2 separate regions of the Rattus norvegicus genome follow, and region 1 is linked to region 2. The links are chromatin contacts, called in public Hi-C maps. All regions are on one chromosome and are shown on one strand. The core of a region is the stretch at or near the end of the contact, and the rest is flanking DNA. Distances in the headings are between cores, read along the strand shown.

What was found. A called contact is a pair of places that touch in the nucleus more often than the background predicts.
Region 1: a Hi-C map of liver shows a contact between it and region 2, with 2.5 times the contacts expected there. The contact joins two enhancer-like sites. A contact is called at or near these places in 2 of 12 Hi-C or Micro-C datasets (kidney and liver).

Annotation. Positions count from the first base shown.
Region 1 is chr14:19,580,680-19,587,050 of GRCr8, reverse strand. No RefSeq gene overlaps it. Among named protein-coding and RNA genes, the nearest start is that of Dck, 26 kb to the left of the region's middle. Within about 2 kb of position 4,065, at least 1 of the 93 cell types and tissues checked has an H3K27ac peak or open chromatin away from gene starts, as enhancers often do. A contact at or near this core is called in liver, where this site is marked.
Region 2 is chr14:19,310,665-19,317,200 of GRCr8, reverse strand. It overlaps Slc4a4 (solute carrier family 4 member 4), which reads left to right. Exons shown (of 26, transcript NM_053424.1): 5 at 6,505-6,536. Among named protein-coding and RNA genes, the nearest start is that of Slc4a4, 150 kb to the left of the region's middle. Within about 2 kb of position 4,545, at least 6 of the 93 cell types and tissues checked have an H3K27ac peak or open chromatin away from gene starts, as enhancers often do. A contact at or near this core is called in liver, where this site is marked.

The sequences.
Region 1 (6,371 bases), core at 2,816-5,315, 270 kb before region 2:
CAAGTTACATGTAGAGTGCTTAGGTTCCCATCTCTCGCCCAGAACAAAGCACTCAAAGTCAGTAAAAACTCTTAATGAGACTGAAACTTCTCGATGAAAACAGGCAAAACGTTTCAAGGTTTGGATACAGACTGTAAATTGCTTTTGAGACAGTGTCTGCTATGTAGACCAGGCTGGTCTCAAACCCAGTCTTCTTGCTTCAGCAACATTTGCTTCTCAACAAATGCTTCTCAACATTTGGTAAAATGTTGAGACGGATTCCTGGGGGCATGTGCCATTGTGCATAGAGGGGCTATGATCTAAACAGGACAGTGCCCCAGAACGTAATGGCAAAGTTGACAAGCACGATGAAATCAAATGGGAAGTGACAGTAATAGAACATGCAGGCTTAAAACTAAATACCAAAAGAACAAATAATCATTAATGGGCAACTCCATTGAGCACAGTTCTCAAGATATGTCAATGGGGGCTGGAAAGACGACTCAGCAGCTAACAACGCTTGCTGTTGGACTTGGGTTTGATTCCTAGGACCCACATGATAGCTCATGGCTGGCTGTACTTCCAATTTCACACACACACACAGGCAAAATACCCATACACATAATAAAAGATGTCTTTTAAGTGCGAATGAGTGGGTGGGCAATGAATACAAATGTTCAATATCCTTAACATAAAGAAAAGAGAAATTAAAACGACTCTGAGATTCCATTTCACCCCCCGTCAGAAGGCTGTAATAGAGACAACAAAGGTGGATCAGATTAGTGTAGGGTGAAGAGAACTTCCTGCTAGTAAGAATGGTCAGCTACTACAAAAATCAGTGTGGGAGTCCTCAGGGATAGAACTAGCATCTGATCTAGCTATTCCACTTCTGACTGTGTACCCCACAGTCTTAAGTCAGACACAATAGTGATACTGGGACATGCACCTACCCTGCCCATCATGGATGGGTAAATGTTATACACATGTACAATGGAGTTGTAGCCTCAAGGAAGACTCAATCTTGCTCAGTTTTTCTTGCCGGAAAATGGGTGGGACTTGAGATCCTCATGGTAAGCAAAGTATGCTAGGCTTAGGTAACACACGTTTTCCCTCCTGTGCAGATGGTGGGTGAGCAACAACTGAAGATGTTAAATTGGGCTCCTGGGTGGGGAGTGCTGGAGCGAAGTTTCTTGGAATATGCGTGATTGGAATATGGTGATTGAGGGCGACATAATGAAACCATCGTTTCGTACAAACACCAGCAAAAGCAAGGAACAGCCCCTGTCATGTCCTATTACATTCGAGTTTGGCCCACACCGGCAGTTGTTATGTTAGCGTTAATATATTGAACATTACAAAAGTAGCAAGTATGTGCACGGGTTTCCAAGACAACAGTGTAGCCTACACATTTTGGCCTTGCCTTTTACTGTCTTACCTTGGACAAATACGGATTTCAGTGCCTTTATCTAAAATAAGGCCATTCAGGGATGAAGATATAGTACTTGCCTCACATGTGCAAGTCACTGTTTACTCCTCAGCACCACAATAAATAACAGCCCATAAGCCATGCAGTTTAAACATGTAGTATGTGTCAGTTATTAAAAGGTGCTCAGGGGCTGGAGAGATGGCTCAGCGGTTGAGAACGCTGACTGTTCTTCCAGAGGTCCTGAGTTCAATTCCCAACCTCACAGTGGCTCACAACCATCTGTAATGGGATCCGATGCCCTCTTCTGGTGTGTCTGAAGACAGCTACCGTGTACTCACATATATGAAATAAATCTTAAAAAAAAGAAAAAAGGTGCTCAGAGACATAGTGGCACAAGGCTGTCATCCTGTGCCCTTGGGAGGCAGAAGGAAGTTGGTTGCTAAAAGTTTGAGGCTAATGATCTAGATAGTTCCAGACACAACTAGGGTTGTGTAGTGAGACCCTGTCAGAAAAGGAGCAGGACAGACCTGTGCAATAAGCATCATTATCAGCGTCTTTCTTTCCTCGTACTTAACGTACTGACTGTTGGAAGTATCTGGAAGATGAGCGAGTCTGTGCAATAGTGAAAAGGAATGAACGGAATGTAATCCAGTCACTTGGAATGAACCGCGGGGACCGTGAGTTCAAAGTCAGCCTGAGCTGTACTGTGAGACCCTGCCTCAGAACAGAGGACTGAGTAAAGTGGAGCTGCAGCAAGATCCCTCCTGTGCTTCTAAGTGGATGCAGTATAATCCTGCTCCCCACTCCCTCCGTCCGTCCTGAGTGTGCGGAGAATCCGTGAGGAAAGGCTCGATAAGTTACTGTCTGTGCTGACATCTGGAAAGCAGGATTGTTATGGGGGATGAGATATTTGGGGAAAAAAGTCATTAGTATGAAAATTTAATAATTCATTTGTTATTTGATTTCTTTATTCACAAGCATGTATCAAGTTTCTCCTGCATGCCAGGGGCTGATAAAGGAAAGAGCTATATTAGCCATTACTCTTCCTTTGGAGGGATTTTAAAGTTATTAAGGGATATTAGTTCATAATTTTCTCTTACTATTTGAACAGTGTTGAATAGAAATCTTTGTATCTTAACATTGTAAAAATTATAGTTCTTCCTTTGTGAATGTAAACATTTTTGCTAAAAAAATAAAGTGTCAGTGTATTGTTTACAGTCGTAAAAATTAGAGAAAACTCATTTTCAGCTTCATAGGCTAACATTAAGAAGCCTTTCTTATTTGGGGTTGTAGCTGGGTTAAATAGGCTATGAGCTTTGCTCCTCCCCAACAGTGTGTGTGTGTGTGTGTGTGTGTGTGTGTGTGTGTGTGTGCATGCGCGCGCACGCAAGTATGCAAGTGTATGCTTGTGTGTGAGTGGAGGCCAGAGGACAACTTTGGGTGTCACCCTCAGGAAAGCCACCCACTAATTAGGTGATGCCCTCTTCTGGTGTGTCTGAAGACAGAGACAGTGAACTCACATACGTAAAATAAATAAATCGTTAAACAACAAAAAGAGAGATGTAAATTTATATGCCAAGTGTTGGAATAGCACCTAATTTTATAAAAACAAACCATTGCTAGAAATAAAAAAGGATATTTAGGCTGCTGTGTAACAGCGAGAGACTTTTCTTTGAAGCATTTCATTAATTTATTTATTTATTCACTTTACATCTGGATATCAGCCTCTTAGTTCCTCCCTCACACAGCTCCTCCCCCCTCATTCCTCCCTTCCCTTCTCCTCCGAGAAGTGGGGTGCTCCCCTGGGTATTGCCCCACCCTGGCACATCACTGCAGGACTAGGCGCATCTTCTCAGAGTGACTTTTAATACCAAGAACCACTGGATAACTGGAGGAAACATCCCAAATTCATGTGAGACCACAGCGGACTTCAAATATCCAAGGAAACTTAAGCAAAGCCACATTGGAAGCAAAATAAGACAAGGAAAACACTTCAGGATATCGGCACAGGTGGATTTTTCTGGATAAGACCTCAGAAGTAGAGAAAACCAAGAGCTGACACTCAGAATTACATCAAAGGTTCTGCCCAGAAAGCAGATGTGTTACTGGCGGCACTCTTGAGGTTTCAAAAGACTGGGGGGCCATTGCTCTCTGCCTCCTGCTTGCCATTTGAAATGTGAGCCCTCGGACATTCCTGATACCATGCCTTCTCCTTAGCATTATGGATTCTGGCCCTCTGGAACCGTAGCCTAAATTAACGTTTTCTTTTACTAAAAACTTTATTTTAAAAAGCGTGTACGCATACATGTTTGCTTGTAGTTTATGTATAAGCATGCAGTTGCCTGAGGTGGCCAGAAGAGGGCATCAGATTACCAGAGCTGGAGTTACGGATGCTTTTGACCCTCCTGCTTACCAGTGTTGAGAGCTAAATGTTCTTAACCGTTGAGCTGTTTTCCCAGCCCCTCCAAAGACAGTTATTTAAGGGGAGAAAGCACTATCTTGGATGTGGGCAGCCCCATCTGGTTTGCTAGAGTCCTGACTGGAATAAAAAGAAGGAAGCCTACGAATGAAGAATCAATCGTCTCACCTTCTGGCTTCCACGACGAAGGTTCTTGCGTCTACCATACCCTCACTCCCAGCCAATGGGCTGAACATGCAAGCCAAAGAAAACTCCCGAGTCGTTTTGCTCACCAAGTATCTCATGCTGACCAAAGTCTGTCTAACACAGGTCGGGGCTCAGGGTAGCCCACACTGGCCTGGAATTGGCTGCATTGACTTTCTGGGTGCTGCTAGGATTGTAGTTATGCACTGTTTATCTGTTTGTTTTTTAGATTTATTTATTTATTTATTTATTTATTTATTTATTTATTTATTTATTTATTTATTTATTTATTTATTTATAGTACACTGTAGTTGTCTTCAGACACACCAGAAGAGAGCATCAGATCTTATTACAGGTGGTTGTGAGCCACCATGTGGTTTCTGGGATTTGAACTCAGGACCTTCGGGAGAGCAGCCAGTGCTCTTAACCACTGAGCCATCTGTTTTTTTTTTTTTTTTTTTTTTTTTTTTTTTTTTTTTTTTTTTTTTTTTTTTGGTTCTTTTTTTCGGAGCTGGGGACCGAACCCAGGGCCTTGCGCTTCCTAGGTAAGGGCTCTACCACTGGGCTAAATCCCCAGCCCCGAGCCATCTGTTTTTTAAAGCAAGGGTTTTTGTGTTCCCTTTTAGAAGATAGAATATATATCTATGATTACTGTAATGAATCCACTATTTCCTGGAGTGATCAAAGGAACAACACAGAGGACAGGCACCTGGGTAAACCTTCATGCAGTAGGGACTAAAAGGAGCATGAACCTTTTGATAATGTGTCTCCTTCCCCTTGATATCTTGTGGTTTTTATTTTATTGTTCTAGTTAGCCTCAGTGTGAACTTGACACAGACAGTGTAGTCCGAGGAGGTTTTGGTTAGCTTTGCCAGGATTCCATTGACCTATAGAGATCTCTGTGGGGGCATTTTCTTGATTGCCAATTGATGTCGGAAGGTCCAGGCCACTGTGGGTGGGGCTACCGCTGGGTAGGAAGCCAGCTGAACCGGTGTGCACAAGCCCAGAAGCATCATGAACAATTCCTGCTTCAGTGGCGTATTGTAACCGGAAAGTGTAAGCCAAGGGCTTAAGTTGCATTTGGTCACGGTGTTTATTTCAGCAACAGAAAGCGAACTAGAAAAGCCAAACAAAGTAAGCGTGACGAGGAAGAGAAGGGAGACATTCCTGAATAATAGTTAGCAAAGAGAGCTAAACAATCGAGAAATTATAAACAGAACAGTAGCATCTACCATAAACCCAGCCACAGCCTTACACACCACTGTTACATGCCTCAAGTGTGCACAGAGTGTATGCACAGAGGATGTTAGGATGTTTTTTGGCTTCAGCAGTCTTGTTTGGATTCAGAAACCAACATCTCGATTCCCATATTGGAAAGATAATATGATTTTTTTTTGTTGAAATTTAGTTATCGGCAACATTTATTGGCATTTATACTCTAGGTTAAGTGAAAGATACCTCTGTCTAACTTAAGTTTAAAGTTTAAACTTGAAAGTTTAGTAGGTTAGAATTTGAGTATATTAGTATTTTCCTATTGATTTATAATTTCAGATTTAAAAATAAATTATCATTCACTCCCTTCTTGACAATGACAATAAAAGCAAACACTCCTTTTTTTAAAGTAGAATATGGGCTGGGAGACAGACTCAGCTGGTAAAGTTCCTGCTGTGGGAACCTGAGACCCTGCCGGGTAGTGAGTGTCTTTAACACTAGCACTTGGAGGTAGGAAGAGAGAGGAGTTTCTCCACAGCCTGCTAGCCAGCCAGTGTATCCAATTAGTGAGCTCTAAACGCAACGAGAGATCCAATTGGTCTCAAAAACAAACAACTCTGTGTGTGCATATAAGCACAAACCATACACACACATACACACAAAGTAAAAAACAAATAGAATATGGCCTTTAAAATACTTTAACGATTGAAAAAATATTGAAATAAGAAAATAACTCCACACAGAATGGGGAGATAACACTATTGCGGTGAACCATTGCTCCCCAGCTTTATGTTTTACGTCTGCTAGGACACATTGTTCTATTCTTACCAATTTAAGACGATTTTATAGATTCAGTTTCATGCGCCGCTGCTGGCTTCTTTTTTATTTAATTATTTATTTTGAGAAGGGGTGTCACTCTGTAGCCCAGCTTGCCAACTTAAGGTTCTTTTATAGATTCAGTTTCATGGAGAACTGCTTGCTTGTGTTTATTTACTCGTTCATTATTAATTGTTTTGAGAAGGGATGTCACTGGGCTGGAGAGATGGCTCAGTGGTTAAGAGCACTGGCTGCTCTTCCAGAGGTCCTGAGTTCAAATCCCAGCAACCACATGGTGGCTCACAACCATCCGTAATGGGATCTGATGCTCTTTTC
Region 2 (6,536 bases), core at 3,296-5,795:
CTGGCGTGTCATGTCCAGGAACACAATGCACACTAATGTTTATTTGTGTTTGTGCTGTGCAAGCTGACCCAGATCACCTCTGGGGAACCTCTTTTAAGGTCATGGACACAGCACAACAGCTTACACTTTACACTGTGAGTCTGCCATCATCGCACTCTAGAGTTCTTTGGCTTTTCTCTACCAGATTACTCTGGGAAATTCCTCCTTGGACCAAATTTCTTTTCTTTTTCTTTTTCTTTCTGTAAGTAGATTATTTAGGGAATCCAGTCACCCTTGTAATTAGACATCGTTATATCTAGGTAATTATATGCAATACTTAACAACAGTAGATCTATAAATTATGAATTCTATTTAAAATAGCATTTATTCCAGGCACATACTAGCATTGACTTCTTTTATGTACGATGAATTTATTTTTTGACGAGCAAGGAATTCATGATTGTTACATCGGTAGTTTTACACAGTTGGATTGTATTCTAGTACAAAGGTCACGAGGATTTTCCGCTATGAAACTGGCAGGTTTTAAAGTTGGAGGTCTTGCCTTTACTTAATTATATTTAATCATATGATTGGAAAGTTGCAAAATTTAGTGATTCCCAGAGGGCCTTCTGTTTCTTCAACAAGTGAGCAAAGTGCTCTTTGGTTGGCAGCCACTCAAAGTGTATTAAGCTGGGGAGTACTCGATCATTATTCTTCTAAGACCTTGGGATAAATAAAATTCACCTAATACATTGCTCATCCAAGGGTACGACTATTTTATAATCACAAGCGTTTAAAAAGTCAACTTCTGAGATTAATTTTCCCATAGCATGTTACACACTGAAACAAGAGGAAGACCATGTAGATTCATAGTTATTGCGAAGGGTCGATGGTGGCTTTCAGTACACGCCACAGGGAAAGTGCCTGGTTCTTTTAAAAACATAATTACATGGGTCGAAAGCAGAATTTCTGGCGCTTGGATAGTCTGAACTTTGGTCTTTCTCCCTTAGCCTTCTTTTTAATGGATGTTGATTGGAGTTGAGGAGAATTGGCACTTTATTCGTCAAGTTTGTCCTTGATGTTCGAGGAGCACGGACAGAGCATGCTCCCGCTCTGGGATGAAAACGATCTGCAGTAAATATAAATGGGCGAAGTGATATAGCCATCCCTGAACAAGTAGAGCAGTAGATTCGTTTGGTCGGCACCACACCAGTGTCCATGCTGTTAGCTATGCCGTAGACCATCATCGGAGCATTCAATATTAATGGAAGCTGAAGTGCAATGGATGCTAAAGTTAGCCATGAGATAGCATCTGTCCTTAGGAATTGACCGAACTGTATGTAGTGGTCTAGCAGTGAAACTTCACTTCCTTTCCTTACGGTAATCTTGACCTGCAGGGTAGATAGGATCTATCAGGGTGAGCAGTGCTCTTCCTAAAGTCCAGCCCAGTTGGAATTTATGATTCTTTTTTTTAAATTTACATTTATTTATTTATTTATGGAATTTATGATTCTTCTTGCTCTCGAAGAACTTACCCTGATTCCTGCCTTAATTAAGTCAGTTAGTTACCAGCAATATATCCTGCAGAGAGCATTATAGGAAAGGCCAGAAGGAGATTCAGTGAATTATGCTCCCTTTGGAAAAGTTTCTTTTTTTTTTTTATTATTAACTTGAGTATTTCTTATATACATTTCGAGTGTTATTCCCTTTCCCGGTTTCCGGGCAAACATCCCCCTAATCCCTCCCCCTCCCCTTCTTTATGGGTGTTCCCCTCCCCATCCTTCACCCATTGCCGCCCTCCCCCCAACAATCTAGTTCACTGGGGGTTCAGTCTTAGCAGGACCCAGGGCTTCCCCTTCCACTGGTGCTCTTACTAGGATATTCATTGCTACCTATGAGGTCAGAGTCCAGGGTCAGTCCATGTATAGTCTTTAGGTAGTGGCTTAGTCCCTGGAAGCTCTGGTTGCTTGGCATTGTTGTACATATGGGGTCTCGAGCCCCTTCAAGCTCTTCCAGTTCTTTCTCTGATTCCTTCAATAGGGGACCTATTCTCAGTTCAGTGGTTTGCTGCTGGCATTCGCCTCTGTATTTGCTGTATTCTGGCTGTGTCTCTCAGGAGAGATCTACATCCGGCTCTTGTCGGCCTGCACTTCTTTGCTTCATCTATCTTGTCTAATTGGATGGCTGTATATATGTGGGCCACATGTGGGGCAGGCTCTGAATGGGTGTTCCTTCTGTCTCTGTTTTAATCTTTGCCTCTCTATTCCCTGCCACGGGTATTCTTATTCCCCTTTTAAAGAAGGAGTGAAGCATTTGCATTTTGTTCATCCTTCCTGAGTTTCATGTGTTCTAGCCATCTAGGGTAATTCAAGCATTTGGGCTAATATCCACTTATCAATGAGTGCATACCATGTGTGTTTTTCTGTGATTGGGTTACCTCATTTAGGATGATATTTTCCAGTTCCAACCATTTGCCTTCGAATTTCATAAAGTCATTGTTTTTGATAGCTGAGTAATATTCCAATTTTCTTAAGCTTACATTGCTTAGCTAATCGAGCACTGTCTTGGGCTATTCAGGCTGCACTGACAGAATACCATAAACGAAATCTCTTACACACAGTAGAAACTTGCTTCTCCTTGTTCTGGAGTATGTAAAGTCCAAGACTGGGCTCAGCACATTGACTCACAGACAGTTGTGGGGACAATGTGCTCTTGATGGTACTTCCTAGTTGCAAAAGGTCTTGCCAAGGGTACTAGAATTACAACATAGAAAGCTGGGTATGCTGACTTTACCTATAATCCTAGCACATGGAGGACTGAGGCAGGAGGATTGCCATAAGTTCAAGGCTAGGCTGGACTACAGAGTAAGAATATCTCAAAAACTCAACCTGACAACTACCCCAAACCCAAACCCCTAAAAGTTTAACAAAATATTATTTTTTAGTGTGTGTGTGTGTGTGTGTGTGTGTGTGTGTGTGACTGAAATGATGAGTTCTCATTCAAGCTATACAGATGGACAGCAACTGATAAACCGAAACTCATTTAAGAAAGATAAAGGACTTGCCCCTGGGATGGCTGTCAGGTTGGGGCAGTCACTGGTTGGCCATTCGTTTAGTCTCTGCTCCATCTTTGTCCCTGAATTTCTTGTAGAAAGGAGAAATTTTTGGCTGTAAGCTTTGTTTTTTTGTTTTATTTTTATTCTTTATTTTTTGGGGGGTTGTAAATTTTGTAGGTAGGGTTTTGCCTTTATCTCTCCACTGGGGGTCCTGTCTGGCTACAGGAGTAGACACTTCAGGTTGTATAACCCCACTTCTAGGAGTCTCAGCTAAAGTCTTCCCTATAGACTCCTGGGAGCCCTCCCCATCCCAGGTCTCTGGCACATCCTGAGGGCAGGAGAAGAAAGGTACGGGAAATGAATGAAGCTGTCTGAAACATTACACGTTACAGCTTCTAGATGACCCTTGTCATTTATCTTTGGCTTACATTCTGTTTTCAAAGATTCTCAGCTATTGAGAATACTCTTAGAAATCCAGAACAGGTATCCACTCTATTTTCCATAGACGGTCTATTTCTGGGTAGCCCTGAGATCCGAAACCATTTACCATGGACTCTTTCATCTTCTGGAGTCTGATCTGGAGCTATGGAGTAAGACAGATATAATTAAACTGTTCACAGAATAACTTAAAGATCCCGTGAGAAAGCAGGAGAAGGTGCTGCCCAAAGTTAACAGCATCACAGTAATCATCTAATTGATTATGAAGTAATCTGCTTTCCTTGTTTATTATTGGCTTGCTGATAGCCACGAAATATTGTAAGTGTGTGCTATAAAAATTGTCATTGACTTCTAGCTCCTTCTGTTTCTCTGGAAATTATTCCAACCAAAGATGAAGAAAATGTTAAGTCTAACAACACATATAGACAGGGGGGCATGATAGAAGTTTCTCATTTTGTTCAGGAATGTTTCAATTACTTCTGTGGAAATAAACCAGGTTCACTGTTGAAGTTTTAGAGTCTCTACAGTGATATTGCTGACCTTTAAACGTCTTTGTTATTTAAGGCATTGTTAGTATTATAATTTTGAGGATTACATACCTGAGTATTGTATCTACACCAACTTGCCTCTCCTTCCCCTCTTTGAGGCCCCCTTACTTCATGACTTTTTTTGTCTACATTATTCCACTTAGCTTTGCTCATATGTACACTCGGTTAGAGCTGTGGCTTTCAAACTCTAGAGGTAAAAAGATCCACATTTAAAAGTCAAGACCTCTTGCTGGTTTTGCTGGGTAGAACACAGGGTAACGGGGCCTCTAGTCATTGAGAGGTTGGACATAGACGTTACCATTGACAGGGAGGAGCTGCCTGGCTTCGAGGGGCCTCCTGGGAGGAGTGTGGAGGCATACGGGAAAATGCTTTTGAGTCAATGAGCATTGGGTGTGATAAAAATCCTAAGCTTTTCTTTGACACGATGGCTGATCTCTTGATCTGTTTTCACTTGTGGTCTGTGCAGGGAGCGTCTTTCCCCTCCCTGGGGGTTGATAAGAGTTCTATAAATAATACAGTATGTAGCGCTTCCTCTGGTTTCCTCCGATGCCTGCCCTTTGTTCTTATCTGCAGTGAGTTAGGTGAGCGTTTAGCTTGTTCTAGGAAAATGTTTTTCAATCATTAAACCCTTGGGTGAGAAATGTAGGAAAACAAAATTTAACCCCGTCATTCCCTTTCCAGCATCCTTCAGAGGCTTGATGGGCAAGGCAGGTGAATGCTGGTGGCGCGGTAGGGACGCGTCCTGTTTCTTTGAGGTGCTTAGCAGAGTCTGTGTGCAGTGACACACGAATTATGAGGCTTCCAAATGTGTTTTTTTTTCTTCCTCCAACTTAAAAAAAAAGCTTTGCTTTCTCTGTTTTCAAAATTGTCTACACATCTTGGCAAGCAGAAGTGGGTGAGGGTTGTCTGTCCCAACGCAGAGGTTACTAGAGGACTGTCGTCCATCACGGTGAATCTGTGGTCCACTGAGCTCGCTCATTTTAAACATATGTGGAGCCTGGCTGGAAGGGTGAAGTTTCTATTAGCATCTCAGTGAGAGGCCCATATGCCAGCTGAGGCAGAGGCATCAGACATGGTAAAGCATGGACCTCATTAAGTATCAACAACTGGGTATTTTCCATTTGAGCTAAACATTGCTTTCTTGTTGCTACTTAAACTAACCCACTCTAAAGGTCACAAGAGAATATTGGCAGAGATGTCTGGTTTTATAATTATAGGAACTACCTACTTGGAGAAAATTTTTTAATTTATATTTTTAAAAAATTAACTGACTTATTTATGTTCTAGTTGTTGCCCTTTCAGTCAGTTCCTCATCCCATTCCTTCTTCCCCTTGCCTCTGAGAGGGTGCTCCCACCAGGCCTCCTCTTCCCTGAGGCCTCAAGTCTCTAGAGGATTAAGTGGATCTTCTCCCACTGCCAGGGGCCTCTCACCACCTCTGTATGCTCCTGGTTGGTGGCTCAGTCTCTGGGGGCTCCCTGGGGTCTGAAAAGTTGAGACTGCTGGTCTTCCTATGGGGTCACGGTGTCCCCTTCAGCTTCTTCAATCCTTCCCTTAAATTCAACAATAGGGGTCCCCGACGTTAGTCCAATAGTTGGGTATAAGTATGCCTTCTGTCTCCGTGAGCTGCAGTTGGGCCTCTCAGAGGACAGCCATGCCAGGCTCCAATCTGCAAGCACATCATAGCATCAGTAAGACCGTCAGACCTTGGTGCCTCCCCATGAGATAGATTCTAAGTTGGACCGGTCATTGAACCACCTCTCCTTCAGTCTTTTTTTCCATTTTTGTCTCTGCAGTTCTTTTAGACAGGAACAATTCTGGGTCAGAAATTTTGACTGTGAGTTAGTAACCCTGTCCCTCCACTTGAGGCCCTGTCTATCTATGGTGTGTGTGTGTTGGGGGGGGGTGGTCTCTTTCCAATGTTGGGGATTGTAGTTAAGGTCACCCCCCATTGAATCCTGAGAGTCTCACCTCCCAGGTCTCTGGTATTTTCTAGAGGGTCCCCCCACCTCCCACCCCTTGAGGCTGCATATTTCCATTCATTCTTTTTGCCCTCTGGACTTCTCTCCTGCCTGCCCTCCCCCCACTTCCACCAATCCCTGATCTTGTTCCCCTTTCCTCTCCCCCTCCCCTCTCCTACCCAGGTCCCTCCCTCCCTCTGCCACCCATGATTATTTCCTTCCCCCATCTCATCTAAAAGTCACTTAGGAATTCATTTTTACTGATTTCCTGGTTATACGGGGAGGGTGGTGATGGTGGTAGAGGTCACTTGGACTCCGTTGGTCCATTTTGTTTTTTCTTTTTTGAGAGAAAGTGATCTGGTGATTGGATTCCTGGCAGTGACAGAGTCGATGAGTCAGTAAGCTATCGAGGCAGAGAGAGGAGACATTATGGAAGTGCTGGTCAGGGATGTGGGCAGGGGTCAGAGCCGCCTTCAGGGAAGGTTGCAGTTCTTTAATTGTTTCTCCCTGATTTCATCTTCCTAGGTGGATTAAGTTTGAAGAGAAAGTGGAACAGG